Linked DNA regions of Mus musculus: region 2 is linked to region 1. The links are chromatin contacts, called in public Hi-C maps. All regions are on one chromosome and are shown on one strand. Each heading gives the region's core, a stretch centred on a gene start, on an enhancer-like site or on the middle of the called end of the contact. The rest is flanking DNA. Distances are from core to core; before and after follow the strand shown. Region 1 has its middle 11 kb from the start of Gm36434. Region 2 has its middle 11 kb from the start of Gm29935.

Region 1 (6,515 bases), core at 1,397-3,896:
TGGCAACTCTCCAGCTTGTCCAACCTGACCATGGTGGACAGGGAGGCCACGTCTTACTGAAAAGGTGGGGGCTCTGGGTGTCTTGTGCGGTGGCCTGGAGTGAATTAATCACACCACACATATCTCTCAAAAGTTAGGTAAATTTCCCCTTGCCTCCTGTCACTGCCTAGCAAGCTGCCAACTTGGAGACTGTAATTATGCACATGGGTAATGAAATTAGCATTTCTATCAGTCTCCTCCCGCTTCATTATGCTGGAAAGAGCCTTCTCTCCCATCCCCGCCAGGCTCCTTAGAGGCCCCCAGGTGGTGCCCACACTGCAGTCTGGCCAAGGCCACAGGACTGTCCTGGAGGACACCCATCATTTCAGAGTTCTGTGACACTGAGGGGACGGTAAGGTGAGCTTGGGGTGGGGTGGGGGACACAGAGTGGGGATGGTATTCTGGGGGTGCTGGCCTGTAGCCTGCCCAGAAAAGGGACCGGAGGGCAGAGAACCCTAGTTTCCATCATAGCTGGAGACATATGGACAGGCCCGGCCAGTTCTGTGACTTTCCTACTGTGAGGGTACATGTGCATGCACCCTAAAGCTGTTCAGACAAGACTCAGCCTGGCCTGCTGTGTTCATCAGCCACCTGACCTCACCTGCCTGAACCCCAGTTTCTCCTTTTGTGTGATGGAGAAGTGGTGCTGGCTTGTGCCAGTTTTGAAGGCAGAGCTCTGCAAAATCTTCGCATTGTAGACCTTGTATGCACAGGGAGGGATGTGACCCACACCTGCCATGGACTCCCCACAGGAAGAATTGTCACCAAGGGAAGGAACCAGAGATACTCTTTGAGAACTCGGTGCTTGTACCCCTCCCTGGCTCAATCAGTACCTTCTGTCCTAGTTCAGTGTTTTGAAGGCCAAGTCCTGATTCCTGAACAGAGGCTGTGGGACATGTCACATGGCTGGGGGCCACAGTGGGCACCACTCTCACTCTGACCCCATGTCCCAGTGCTACTGGCACTTGGAAAACAGAGACTATTATGCCAGTCACACTGTAGTCCATGACACAGGTTACCTCAGAATTGTCAATCCTGTGGTCATGTAGGAGGCTAGAGCATCTCACTGAGACCCATGAGTCTAGGCTCTACCCCAAAGACAGATTCCTAAGATTCTCTTTTATACTCCCAGCCCCTTCTTGGCCATGTGTGACCCAGGGTGCTGTAGGGAATGGATGCATGTCAGTAATATCCATTCCATGTCAGTAATGGAAAATAATAGTGGCTTAGCTACACCCTGTCTGCAGCCTCATTAAACCCAGCAGAGTATAAGGTAGGACACCCAGCACAGGGTAGGACTAAAGAAAGGCGTGGTGAGTGTGTGAACTGATAAACGAATGAATGAAGTAAACACCCCATGCCGAGGCCCTCGACTTCAACCAGAACTGGGGCACGGCCAGATGAGGAACACTCTGACCCCTACTGACCTGGGCAACTTAGTGAGACCCTGTCTCCAAAAAAGTGAAAAGGAAGGCTAGGTAAGGATAGCTCCATGGTAACGGAGTGCTTGCCTGCAGGAGGAGGCCCTCGAATTACCCCTAATATTGAAAATGTATACACACACACACAGAGGCACGAATGCACAGACCTGCACATATATGTATGCACTGCACGCACACACATAAGCACATGTATGCATGCACTGCACTCGCACACTCATGCACATGTGTGCATGAATGCACATACACGAATGCATGCATGCACACCACACACACACACACACACACACCATAATCATGCCTACTGAGAGCCACTGTCAGCTAGAACCAAGATACTTTGCCCTGCTGAACCAGCTCAAACTCCATCTCCCTGCCTGTTGCAGTCCCCACCCTTCCATGTTGCCTCACTCCTAGGCAGTTCCAATCCTGGAAGTAGCCATTGCCATTTGAGCCCTCCCTCCAGACTTTCCCTCCTGTGAGATCCAGCCAGAAGGCTCTGATGTCACAGCCAGCCAAAAGGACCCAAGCCAAAGCAAGAACCCCACCATGGTTAGATGGGTGTGTTTCCCAGAGTAGGTCCAGTGAGAGTCCACACCTCTCCTGCAAGCTCTTCTGGACTCTGGTAACCACCACCACCGGCAACATCAGCAGCAGCACCACACCATGGCAACTGGAGGAACTGCCTGGAGCCTCCAGCCACCCCTTACTGTTCCTTGGAGGAAGGGGTCACTGCGAGAGAGCAGCCCCCCTCCCACCAGGCAGCCTTGGCTCGGGAATCTAACAGGGATACAACACTCAGGGATGGCACAGTACACCCAGACACCCCAGGGCCTGAGACACACCATCCCTCTTGGAAAGTTCCCCGACATTCCCAAGCCTCACCCTTGCCAAAGAAAACTGCGGCCAGGCTTGTCTTGGCACAGACTCAAGCCCGAGGCTCAGCAGGAAAACCGAAAACATTTACACAGCTGGGCCTGGGACCCGCTTCCCTCCAGAGCCTGTCAAGGCTCTGCTGGTCCCCAGACTGGGGGTGGGAGGTGCTTCTGAAGGGGCCTGTGTTCCCCCAGCTCGGCCAGGCATGGCTGGCCAGACAGAAAACATGAGGAGAGGCCAGAGGGCTGGAGCCTGGAGAGCTAGGGTTCTGCCTGCCACAGGGTCATTGCCACCAGGTTTACCTTACATGGAATAACCCCAGAAGTGGGTCATAGGGCCAGGTAGCTCCCAGGGCTCTTTACCATTCCTTGGCACTCCATCCCTGGATGGTTGCTGGCTGCCTTTCTGGGGTTCTCCAACTCTGGCCAGCCTCCCCCACTGGCCCCATGAGTCCCAGCTGTCCCCACTGCTCTGAACACCACGGGTCAAGAGGCCCCGATTGGCTGCTGCAGAGCCAGAGGTCCTTGCACTGAGGGAATGCAGGGTGGTATGGCCACCCGCTAAGCCTCATGACATCCCCTTTCTACCTTCTGCTTGCTACCACTCTGTGGCTCATTCTCTGAGGCAGAACCACTATCAATGTCTTTCTCCAACAGCTGTACTGCACAGGCCTGTACTGACGGGGGACAGGGGAGCCACATCATAGGGAACCTTGCTGAGCAACTTTTATGACTTCTGCAGGTGACAAGATCAAAGCTCCCATAAGAAATTCTGTATAAGTTCTGGTATACCCTACAACAAGTCAAAAGTACAAAGTCAAACGCTGGTGGCTCACACCTGCAATCCCAGCCCTGGAGATCTATGGAAGGTGGTGAGTTAAAGGCCAACCTGGGACACACAGCAAACAAACACGTAGGCAAACACACACAGTGAGTTCATTCTCACCCTTACAAAGTATTGTGGACTACACACAATTGTGTCTAAAATATTGCTGTTTTTTTCGGAGACAAGGTCTTTATGTATTATCCAAAACAGTCTTAAACTCTGGGGGTTAAGCAATCCTCCTGCCTCAGCCTCTGGAGTAGCAAGAATTTATATCACACGCTAACGTCATAATATAGCTTGTGTGCAGTGCTTCCTTTCAAATATAACTTATTGTTCTTGCCTGCTTGTGCAAGGTAGTAGGCTTGTGTTTAGCTACAACAAGAGAGACACTTAGCTGAAGTGTTGCTATGCCCTGGGCTGCAATGCTGCTGTGCCCTGGGATGTTGCATTGTTGCTGTGCCCTGAGCTGCTACGCTGTTGCAGTGCCCTGGGCTGCAGTGCTGCTGGGCCCTAGGATGCTACACTGTTGTAGTGCCCTGGGTTACACTGTTGCAGTGCTCTGGGCTGTGGTACTGTTGCCAGGCCTTGGGCTGCACTGCTGCTATGTCCAGGGAAACATTGTTGCTATGTGTTGGTCTGCTGCTGTGCCCTGGCCTGCACTCTTCAGGTTACTCACCCGGCTATCATCTTTCTCATCCCCATTGTGCTATCAGGGCCCCTGCTATACTCCTGCCGTGCCTTTGACTGAAAGTGCAAATTGCAGTGTATGCCTGTGCACTGAGTACAGAAAGTGCAAAACCCCACAATTGTCCATGACCTATGACTGACAAGCAAATAGGTTTGTGGCTCTCCTGTCTCACTGCCTACCTGTGACACTCCATAACCTAAAAGAGCAAGGCGGGGTTTTATTTAACCAGAACAGCAATGTCACGCTGGCCCAGGTCACCATTGCCATCTGGCTTTTTGACATTTGTGTGCATGTAGGTGCTATTGGAGATGGACTTTTGGTGCCTCAATCACTCCCTCACGAGATCTCTCAGTGAACCTGGGGTCACCAATTAGGCTAAGATGTCTGTCCAGCAAACTGAAGGATCCCCTGTCCCTGCCTACTCAATGCTGCAATAGCAGGCACATGTCACCATCCCCTGCTCTTGCCCTGTGTGCTGGGGACAGAACACAGGTCCTATGGGGCTAAGATTTTCACTGCTTTAGATTTTCCATCATGTGAACACACTAGACTTTCTTTCTTTCTTTCTTTCTTTCTTTCTTTCTTTCTTTCTTTCTTTTTTCTTTTTTCTTTTTTCTTTTTTCTTTTTTCTTTTTTTCTTTTTGGTTTTTTCAAGACAGGGTTTCTCTGTGTCACCCTGGTTGTTCTGGAACTCATTCTGTAGACCAGGCTGGCCTTGAACGCAGAAATACGCCTGCTTCTGCCTCCCAAGTGCTGGGACTAAAGGCATGTGCCACACACTGGACTTTCATAATCCATTTTATAGTTAACACATTTTTTTGGTCATTTCCAGTGTGGGTCTGTAAGTAGCTTCATCAAAAGCCCTAATGTATAGTACATCTTAGGTGCTATAGTCACAAGCAGATTTTAAGGTCAAACACAATTTGAGGACAGCTGCCCTCTACACAAGTAAAATGCTTTGTTTTTCTGCAAGGTTTGTCGGTGCCTTTAGTATTTGACTGTGCCTGTGCACTCTGCAAGCTCCACCTCTGTGCCAGGTTCCGCAGGGAGTAGTGTAGATGACACTTTGACTTTAAAATCTGTCCTAGTTTTCAGTCCTCCCTGGCTTGCTGGACAGGCTAGTATAAATCCATTGCCGTCTGTGGATTTTTATTTGTTCATCTGCAAAATTCAAGATGAGTAACCACGGCTCCCAGAAACCATCGCCCCATGACACTTTACTCCCACCAACAAGTATGTTAATTGATCGCTCTGTGCCCCCAGATCTTAAGGATTTGGGACACTCCTGAGGCAAAGTACAAGGGAAACACTTGAGGACGTGGGTGGAAAGTGGAGTCTAGCACAGGAAAATCATAGAGGTCTAACTCCAGGGAACACAAAAACAAAATGGCTGCAGGGATGGGCAGGACTGGGGGGCGGCTGAAGATACAATGTAGCCACCGAACACAGTGCTACTTTTTAACAACGTCATTCTTCATACCATGCAAGGCATGCCTACAGGTTGGATGCCTGCTTGCCACCTTACAACCCAACCATTTAAATCAGAAATACAGCTCTGTACTAGCTCACTGGCAGATGGAAGGCAGTATTCCACCAAACACAATGCCCATTGGATGCTGTAGTGTGCAGCCCCGCCCTCCAGGCTCTCAGGCAGGTCTGGGGTTAAAACTGCAGGATGCATAAATGTGCATAATTAATGCTCCTGGTTGAATATGCAGATTGACAATCAGGATTGACTTGCGGCTAATTGATCAGCTGTCTGCAATCACAGCGTTCAACACCTTGCTTACACACCCTGGAGAGCACCATGGCCTGCCTGGTTCAGGCTTATTCTGAAAATGGTCCCTCAGCCTATAGGCACCCCCACAGTCTGCAGCACCCCCATACACACACCCTGAAGCATCCCAAGCTTACAGAACCCGCACAGCTCCCTGACTGCTCCCCACAGTCAGACATACCCCCACAGCCAGCAGAATCCCTCCACAGACCACAGACCTCCCCAACAGCTAGCGTCCCTTGTACTTCAGAGCAGTTGCTGTTCAGTACTGTCCAGGGAAGAGGCCTGCTGTTATGCCAATGTGGGAGTAACAGATAGGAAGGACATTTTACTTGGTGTTCCACCTCTAATAGACGGGAGAGTCCTGCTTGCAATCCAGACTGTGAGTTCTAGGAGACATGCATGGAATCCTCCGGGTAGATCAAATCTATCCAACACTGGGGGTGGATCTTCCAGACACTGGGGACTTTACATAACTCAGGAAGTCATGAAGGTGATATTAAGAGGAAGACTTTCTGTGAGATGACGAAGCAGTGAGGTCTTCCATCCTCATGAACAAATCAAGCTGTTCGAACAGGAGTGGCTTCCTGGCTTCCGTCCAGCTGTCTTTCTGTCTGGTTGTGGCTCAGCTGAACCCTTGCACTTCTGAGCCTCCAGAACCTCAAGCCAGAGACACTTCTGCTCACAATTTTTCCAGTCTGCGATATTAACAACACAAGAAGCAGGAAGCAGGGCTGCACAGCTTCACCCTATCCGTGGTGGCAGACCTGAGCCAGGGTCTGAGGACAGGCCAAGGCGGGTGAAGGCAAACACCTAGGTGAGAATGGAAAGCCAGGGAGTGGGAGGACTATGGAAAGATGAGAAGGAGCACCTC
Region 2 (6,515 bases), core at 2,417-4,916, 210 kb before region 1:
CTTCACTTTCTGGTTTCTGTTTGCCTAAGTGTGCATCTCTTGGGGACCTGCCCCATGGCCACTTTGGTATTGGACATGACTTGTCCTGCTTTCTTGGATCTAGGAGAAAGGTCATCAAATTCAGGGTCTCCTTCTCAGTGGGTCAGAGTTCTTGAGGGAAACACCAGAGGGTGAGCTGCATTAAAGACACTCATGAGGTCCAGACAGAGCCCCGTGGCAAAGGAAGTATATAAATTCAGGTCTGCAAAAGGACAGATTGCTGAACAAGCAGAATGTCTTGGCCAGGGGCTGGTGTACAGGGCAGCAAGAGGCAAGAGTTAGCCGTGCTTGGCTGACCCCACAGTGATAGACAGCATGGAGCACTCAGACCTAGACATCAGGTTAAAGGGTGAGCTCGTCCCTCTGAGACACTTGATTAAGACTGTCCTTGGATCAGACCAAGAGTGCCTAGGCAGTTAGCCCATCTCAGGGTGTGTCCAAAGATGTTCAACCAAGCTAGGGAGACCTGTCTCCAGGCTGTTGGCAGAGTGTAGTTGCTTCATGGTGTTGTAGGTTGGGCTGGAGTAAACCCTCCTGCCCTGGAAGTTGTTTCCCCTTTGCTCTGATGTGCAGAAGAAAACTGAGTACTGCATAGTGCATTCTTTGGGTATCATTACTCTGTAATGTCCCCACCTAAGCCATCGCAGGCCTGCTCCCCACAAGAGCCTGCTGGGAACAGGGAGCCATGGAACTCCATTTGCAAACCAAAGGCAGTCTCAGAACATCCACCTCTGAACTTCAGTTAAAACACTCTGATAGGTCCAGGCGTCCAGGATAGATCTGTGCATCCATTCATTCAGAGTCTGGGAAGAAGCTGAGTCTTTGTTTAATCCAAGTTAGGGGTGTGCCCTGTTTGGTACACCATCCTCTAGAATGTTCTAAACCTCAGATTCATCCCCTGCCACTCCCAGACTGCACTGGTCAGGCTTGTCCAATCCAGCTCACCTCTGGGCAGCTGCCTCTGAACTTGACCTCCTTGTTTCCCTTCACCAGCACGGCCAATCACTGGTCCCCTTCCAGCCAGTCTCCTCTCACCTCACAAGAGCTGACAGCCTGCTCTGCACATAGTAGGTATTCATATTGGAATGTACCCCAGCCAGCAAGCAATCAGCCTATCCCCTCAAGTTCACAATGATCTGTCTGCATTTTCCTGGGATCGGCAGGTTCACGTGAGGTGAGGTAGAGGGACATGGAGGGAAGTAGGAGCTCAGTTTATTGAGGGAAAAGCATACCCAGGTGCCAGTAAGCAACGGGGTAGGCTTCAGCTGTTGGCAGCCATGGTTTGAACACACCCCTTAATCTCTGTGGTATGGGCATGAAAGGGATGCTGGCACCCTGTCTGACTGGGCGCTTTCATCCCATACGGGATGAGAGTGAGCTGGTGAGCTGGAGTGTGCACGTGTGCTCTAACTCGATACCTTTTATGATACAATTACTACCCAGAGACGATTTTTTTTATGAGTTTCCTTTTCATGTCTCCAGGGCCCTTTATTCTTGGGAAAGCCTGTGGAGAGGGATTGCTTCTCTTCGAGTGGGGATTTAAAGCCTGTGCTTTGCCCTGCACTTCTGTCTAATTGGTGCCTCTTCTAAACAACCTCCCTTGCCCAAATGTATGTGGAGGCCCAGCCAGCCCCCTCATGACAGGCTGCAACATAGATTTTTCAGTCAAAAGAACAGACTCAGATTCCTAAGTCAGCACTTTATAGCTGTGCAACCTTGAGCTGGTGTCTCGACTTCTCGGAATCTTCATCTTGTCAAGAGCTAGAGACCCGGGGGTACTGGGCAGCTCACTCCTAGACTGGGCTGGTGGATGGGATGAAAATGACTTTGCTGGAACAGGGCTGGCTCTGAGAATGATCTGTTTTTCAGAATAATAAAACTCACATAGAATAGGGTAGCCTAAACACACTGTGTAGCCGAGGATGTCCTTAAAATTCTGTACTTTGTGTCTTGGGGCTGGAATTATAGCCATGTGCCATTATGCCAGATGTATATGGTGCTGGGAACAGAACTCAGGGCTTGAGGTTCCTCTGCTCCACTAGCATCCTGGGGCAGTCTGTGTCCTCCATTGCACACGGCACCAAAAACTCCTATCCATCCTTTGCACGCCAGCTCAAATAGCCCATCTCCAGGGAAGACTTCTCTGAATGTTCAAGGTGGCCAGAGTTTTTCTTGTAAAGTTCACTCCTGACTCCTTAGAAATGACATTTTCTTCCTTTCACCTCCCTCCCCTCCCCTCTCTGCCCAGACATACTCGTTCATTACATATCAACATATCTTCTTTCTTCTCCAGATTCATTCTTTTCACAGGTAAAAACCATATTATTTATATTATGCCCCCCCCTTATAGGTTGACTTCACTAAGTCAATGCCCAGGATAAGAAAAAAGTGTCCTTAAGTCACCAATGGGTACCACTGTCCCTCTGTCTTCAGCTGTGATCAGCCTTTTGGTATTTGTCTCCCAGGGTAGCCTGTACCTATTTATTTATTTCTGTATCCTCACAGGACACAGAATATGTGTGCACAGTCCTTGCATAGGCATAAGGCACAAAAGAGGAAGAAGGGGACAGTGGAAAGGTTGGTGGGTGGGTAGATGGGCAGATAAATAATAAATGGGGAGGTGTGTGTATCTATCTCTGTGTGTGTGTCTGTGTGAATGTGTGTGTCTGTGTGTGTCTTTGTGTGTGTGTCTCTGTGTATGTGTTTGTGTGTGTATCTGTGTATGCGTATTTCTGTGTCTGTGTATATGTCTGTCTTTATGTGTTTGTCTGTGTGTCTTTGTGTGACTGTGTATGTCTGTGTGTGTTTGTGTTTGTGTATGTCTTTAAGTGTCTGTGTGTGTCTTTGCACACGTGCATGTGTGTGTGTGTGTGTGTAAATGGAGGCAGGGACAGGTGAATGAGTTGGTAAATGGGTGAATGATGGATGTTAGATACATAGGTGGTTGAGTGTGTGGCTAAGTAGATGGATGAATGGGTGTGCAGGCACATGAGTGTGTGAGTGTGTAGGTGGAGGAGTGTGAGATATATGGGTGGATAGGTGGCTGGGAATGTGGATTAGGTGGATGGGTGAGTGAGTGGGTGGATTGGTGGATTATAGATGGTGGATGGGTGGGTAGCTATGTTGGTAGATAAGTGGATGGGTGGATAGAGGGATGGATAAATGGATGTGGATGTGTGGATTGGTGGATGGATGGGTAAGTGAGTGGGTGGGTCATATGTTAGTTATGCTATTATAAAATCCCTGGTTCTCCTACCCTTTTATGGCCTCAAGAATCATTCCTGAAGCTGGGCACAGTGGCACACACCTTTAATCTTAGTACCTGGGAGGCAGAGGCAGGTGGATCTCTGTAAGTTCAAGGTCAACCTTGTCAATGAATGAGTTCCAGGACAGCCAGGGTTACACAGTGCAACTCTGTCTCAAAAAAAAAAAAAAAAAATGCTGTGAGTCTCCCCCGTGTTGCCATTTGACCCTGTCCCCAGGCAGTACTTTCCTGAGCTGACATATGTCATTGAGCAGCAGCTGGTGCCCAACCAACTCTGCCCTGGATCCTTCTGTGCCAGCTGCTCTCAAGCCTGTGGTCACTGGGTGGGGTGGCCACGTGTCATGGAAACTTCAATTTCTGTTTTGTAAAAACAGCTCTGTAAGCTGCATGCTCGTCCTGTGAGTCATCTCCACCCCAAAAGCAATCCTGGGTTTCCTCCCTGTGCCTTTGGCTGGCATAATGGTGTCCCGCTGTGCTGAGCCCACAGGGACTCAAGATCCCACATCGAATGGCTGCCCCAACCTGAGACCAAACAGAATGTGGAACAAATGTGAAAGTTCCTAGGTTTCAAAGGCTAGGAACAAATTCAAACATTTGTTTTGAAGTACTGCACAGCCCGTGCAGGCTCACCCAGGAATTCCTGTGGCTACAGTGTCACCTGTGTGACCCTGGCTGACTATTCTTATGGGAGTCCAGACCCTTTGGTGTCCTGGGGATCCTTTGGGTTCTGCTGTCTCTGTGGATGGGGCCTTTCAGCACCTCTGTGCCCCAAGTGCCGGAATAGTATGAAAACAGCCATTTTCACGGTGTTCTTTGCTTTAGCTACTGTCTTCACAAGACAGACACGAAGCCATCCCTGGACAGAGACATGAACAGCCATAGCTCCTCCACCCTTTTCCAGTCATATCTGGTAGTTGTAAGTACCGGTGCTTCAAACCAGCTTAGTCTTAGCCCTGGTTTGTTTTTTTTTTTTTTAATTTTTTAAAAATTAGATATTTTCTTTATTTACATTTCAAATGTTATCCCCTTTCCTAGTCTCCCCTCTGAAAATCCCCTATACCCTCCCCCCACCCCCTGCTCACCAACCCACCCACTCCCACTTCCTGGCCCTGCCATTCCCCTATACTGGGACAAAGAACCTTCACAGGACCAAGGGTCTCTCCTCCCAATGATGACCAACTAGGCCATCCTCTGCTACATATGCAGTTAGAGCCATGAATCCCACCATGCGTTTTCTTTGATTGGTGGTTTAGTCCCAGGGAGCTCTGGGGGTACTGGTTAGTTCATATTGTTGTTCCTCCTAGAGGGCTGCAAACCCCTTCAGCTTCTCGGGTAGTTTCTCTAGCTCCTTCATTGGGGACCCTGTGCTCCGTCCAATGGATGGCTGTGAGCATCCACTTCTGTGTTTACTAGACACTGGCAGAGCCTCTTAGTCCTGGTTTTTTGGCTTCTTCTCCATCCCTAGCTCTTAGGTCACCCAAGCATACACTGGAGGTTGTGATAGTCCTACTCACCGTGAGAACAAAATGTGCAGATGTCAGGACACATTCTCAGTTGTTCCCAGTGCTCATTCCAGCCCTTGGTCCATGGAGTTATTCATAGTCACCCAGTTGCCCTACATTCCTTAAACACCCATTGAGTGCTGAGCCGTGAACAGGCACCTCAGCCTCCCTGACTGGTGAATCAGGGCAGCTCCAGGAAGCAGCTGAGACTGGGAGGGGAGGTGACTTTCCTGTGGTCACACAGCTGGGCAAAGATTCCAGCCCAGCATGTCTGTCCTTACAGCAGGAGTGCTATCCTTCAGGATGCAATGGGCTGGATGGGGGGGGGGGAGATTTGTGCCTTGCTCAAGCCTTTCCCTGACGATCCACTTGACATTCAAACATGGAGAAACACTGGGACAGCTCTGACTGTGGAAGAGAGGAGGGAGGGACTGCTCCCCATTCCAGCTCTGGAGCCTGGATCCAGCGTCTCCTGAAGCCTTGGTCCAAGGTGCCACCCTTAATTGCAATGCTTTGTTTGTGTCTTGTGCCTGAGATGAGTCCTCCACCTACAGAAGACCCAGGTCAGTGGTGTGCATTCCACAGTGGCCTCCTTTGTGGAATGGCACCATTGCCTTGCCATGAATGTGACCTGGGATAAGCCAGCAGTCATCATCATTTTCTGAGCTGCATCAGAGCCTTCTCAGGGATGTACTAACCAGGAAGCCGATACCATGGCCAAAGAGCTCAAGTGACTTCTCCTAGGGTCTCAAAGCTGGCATATCTCTGTCAGCCACCAGTCAACATGCAAGGTCGCAAGGGCCTCTGGGAAAGCTCACAGGATGTGCCTCCAAGCCAGAGCAATGTTGGCACTGTCTGTCAGTCAGTATAGCTCTCTGTTCTCTGGCTCAGCCAATGCTTATTGACCTGTATGACCTGAGGTCCAAGTCACCCCTGAGAAAATCACTTCTACATGGCACCACTATATGGACTATACGGACTGCACTTACCCCTCATCCCCCACCCCCTATAGCCACACAAAAAGAACTCAACTCCTGCAGGGAAGGAGCTGCTCTGGTAAGGTGGCGAACCAGACAGGCAGGGGTAGAAGGAGGTAAGTCACTGTTCCTGGCTCCCATCAGACTAAGTTCTGAGCTCAGGGCAGCCTTCAGCCTTGCTGAGGACATACCATGCTGTGGGGTCTGAATTGCACAACCAGCTATTTCAGGAGAGATGAGAGCCTGGGTGTGGTGGTCTATATGTACTTGACCTAGGAAGTGGCACTATTAGGAGGTGTGGCCTTGGAGTAGGTGTGGCCCTGTTAGAGTAGGTGTAGCCCAGTTGAAGGAAGTGTGGCCCTGTTGGAGGAGATGTGGCCCTGTTGAGAAGGTGTGGCCCTATTGGAAGAGGTGTGGCCCTGTTGTAGTAGGTGTGGCCCTATTGGAGGTGGTTTAACCCTGTTAGAGTAGGTGTGGCCTTGTTGGAGTAGGTGTGGCCCTGTTGAAGTAGGTTTAACCTTGTTGAAGAAAGTGTGTCACTGTGGGGGTGGGCTTTGAGACCCTCCTCCTAGTCACATGAGAAACATTTTACTCCTGGCTTCCTTTGGATGAAGATGTAGAACTCTCAGCTCCTCCTACACCATGCCTGCCTGGACACTGCCATGCTCCAGCCTTGATGATGATGGACTGAACTGCTGAACCTGTAACCCAGCCTTAATTAAATGTCCTTTA

The links. Hi-C and Micro-C count contacts between places; a contact is called where the count stands out from the background.
Region 2: a contact with region 1 is called in a Hi-C map of embryonic fibroblasts, with 1.8 times the contacts expected there. The contact joins two enhancer-like sites. A contact is called at or near these places in 4 of 484 Hi-C or Micro-C datasets (the C2C12 cell line, DN3 thymocytes, embryonic fibroblasts and 1 more), 4 of 115 datasets of contacts at active chromatin or transcription factors (astrocytes, embryonic hindbrain, fibro-adipogenic progenitors and 1 more) and 2 of 9 other capture datasets (embryonic stem cells and embryonic tail).

The regions. Positions count from the first base shown.
Region 1 is chr5:111,671,677-111,678,191 of GRCm38.p6, reverse strand. No RefSeq gene overlaps it. Among named protein-coding and RNA genes, the nearest start is that of Gm36434, 11 kb to the right of the region's middle. RefSeq lists an enhancer at 1,787-3,119. Within about 2 kb of position 2,646, at least 102 of the 459 cell types and tissues checked have an H3K27ac peak or open chromatin away from gene starts, as enhancers often do. A contact at or near this core is called in embryonic fibroblasts and fibro-adipogenic progenitors, where this site is marked.
Region 2 is chr5:111,878,887-111,885,401 of GRCm38.p6, reverse strand. No RefSeq gene overlaps it. Among named protein-coding and RNA genes, the nearest start is that of Gm29935, 11 kb to the left of the region's middle. Within about 2 kb of position 3,666, at least 79 of the 459 cell types and tissues checked have an H3K27ac peak or open chromatin away from gene starts, as enhancers often do. A contact at or near this core is called in embryonic fibroblasts and fibro-adipogenic progenitors, where this site is marked.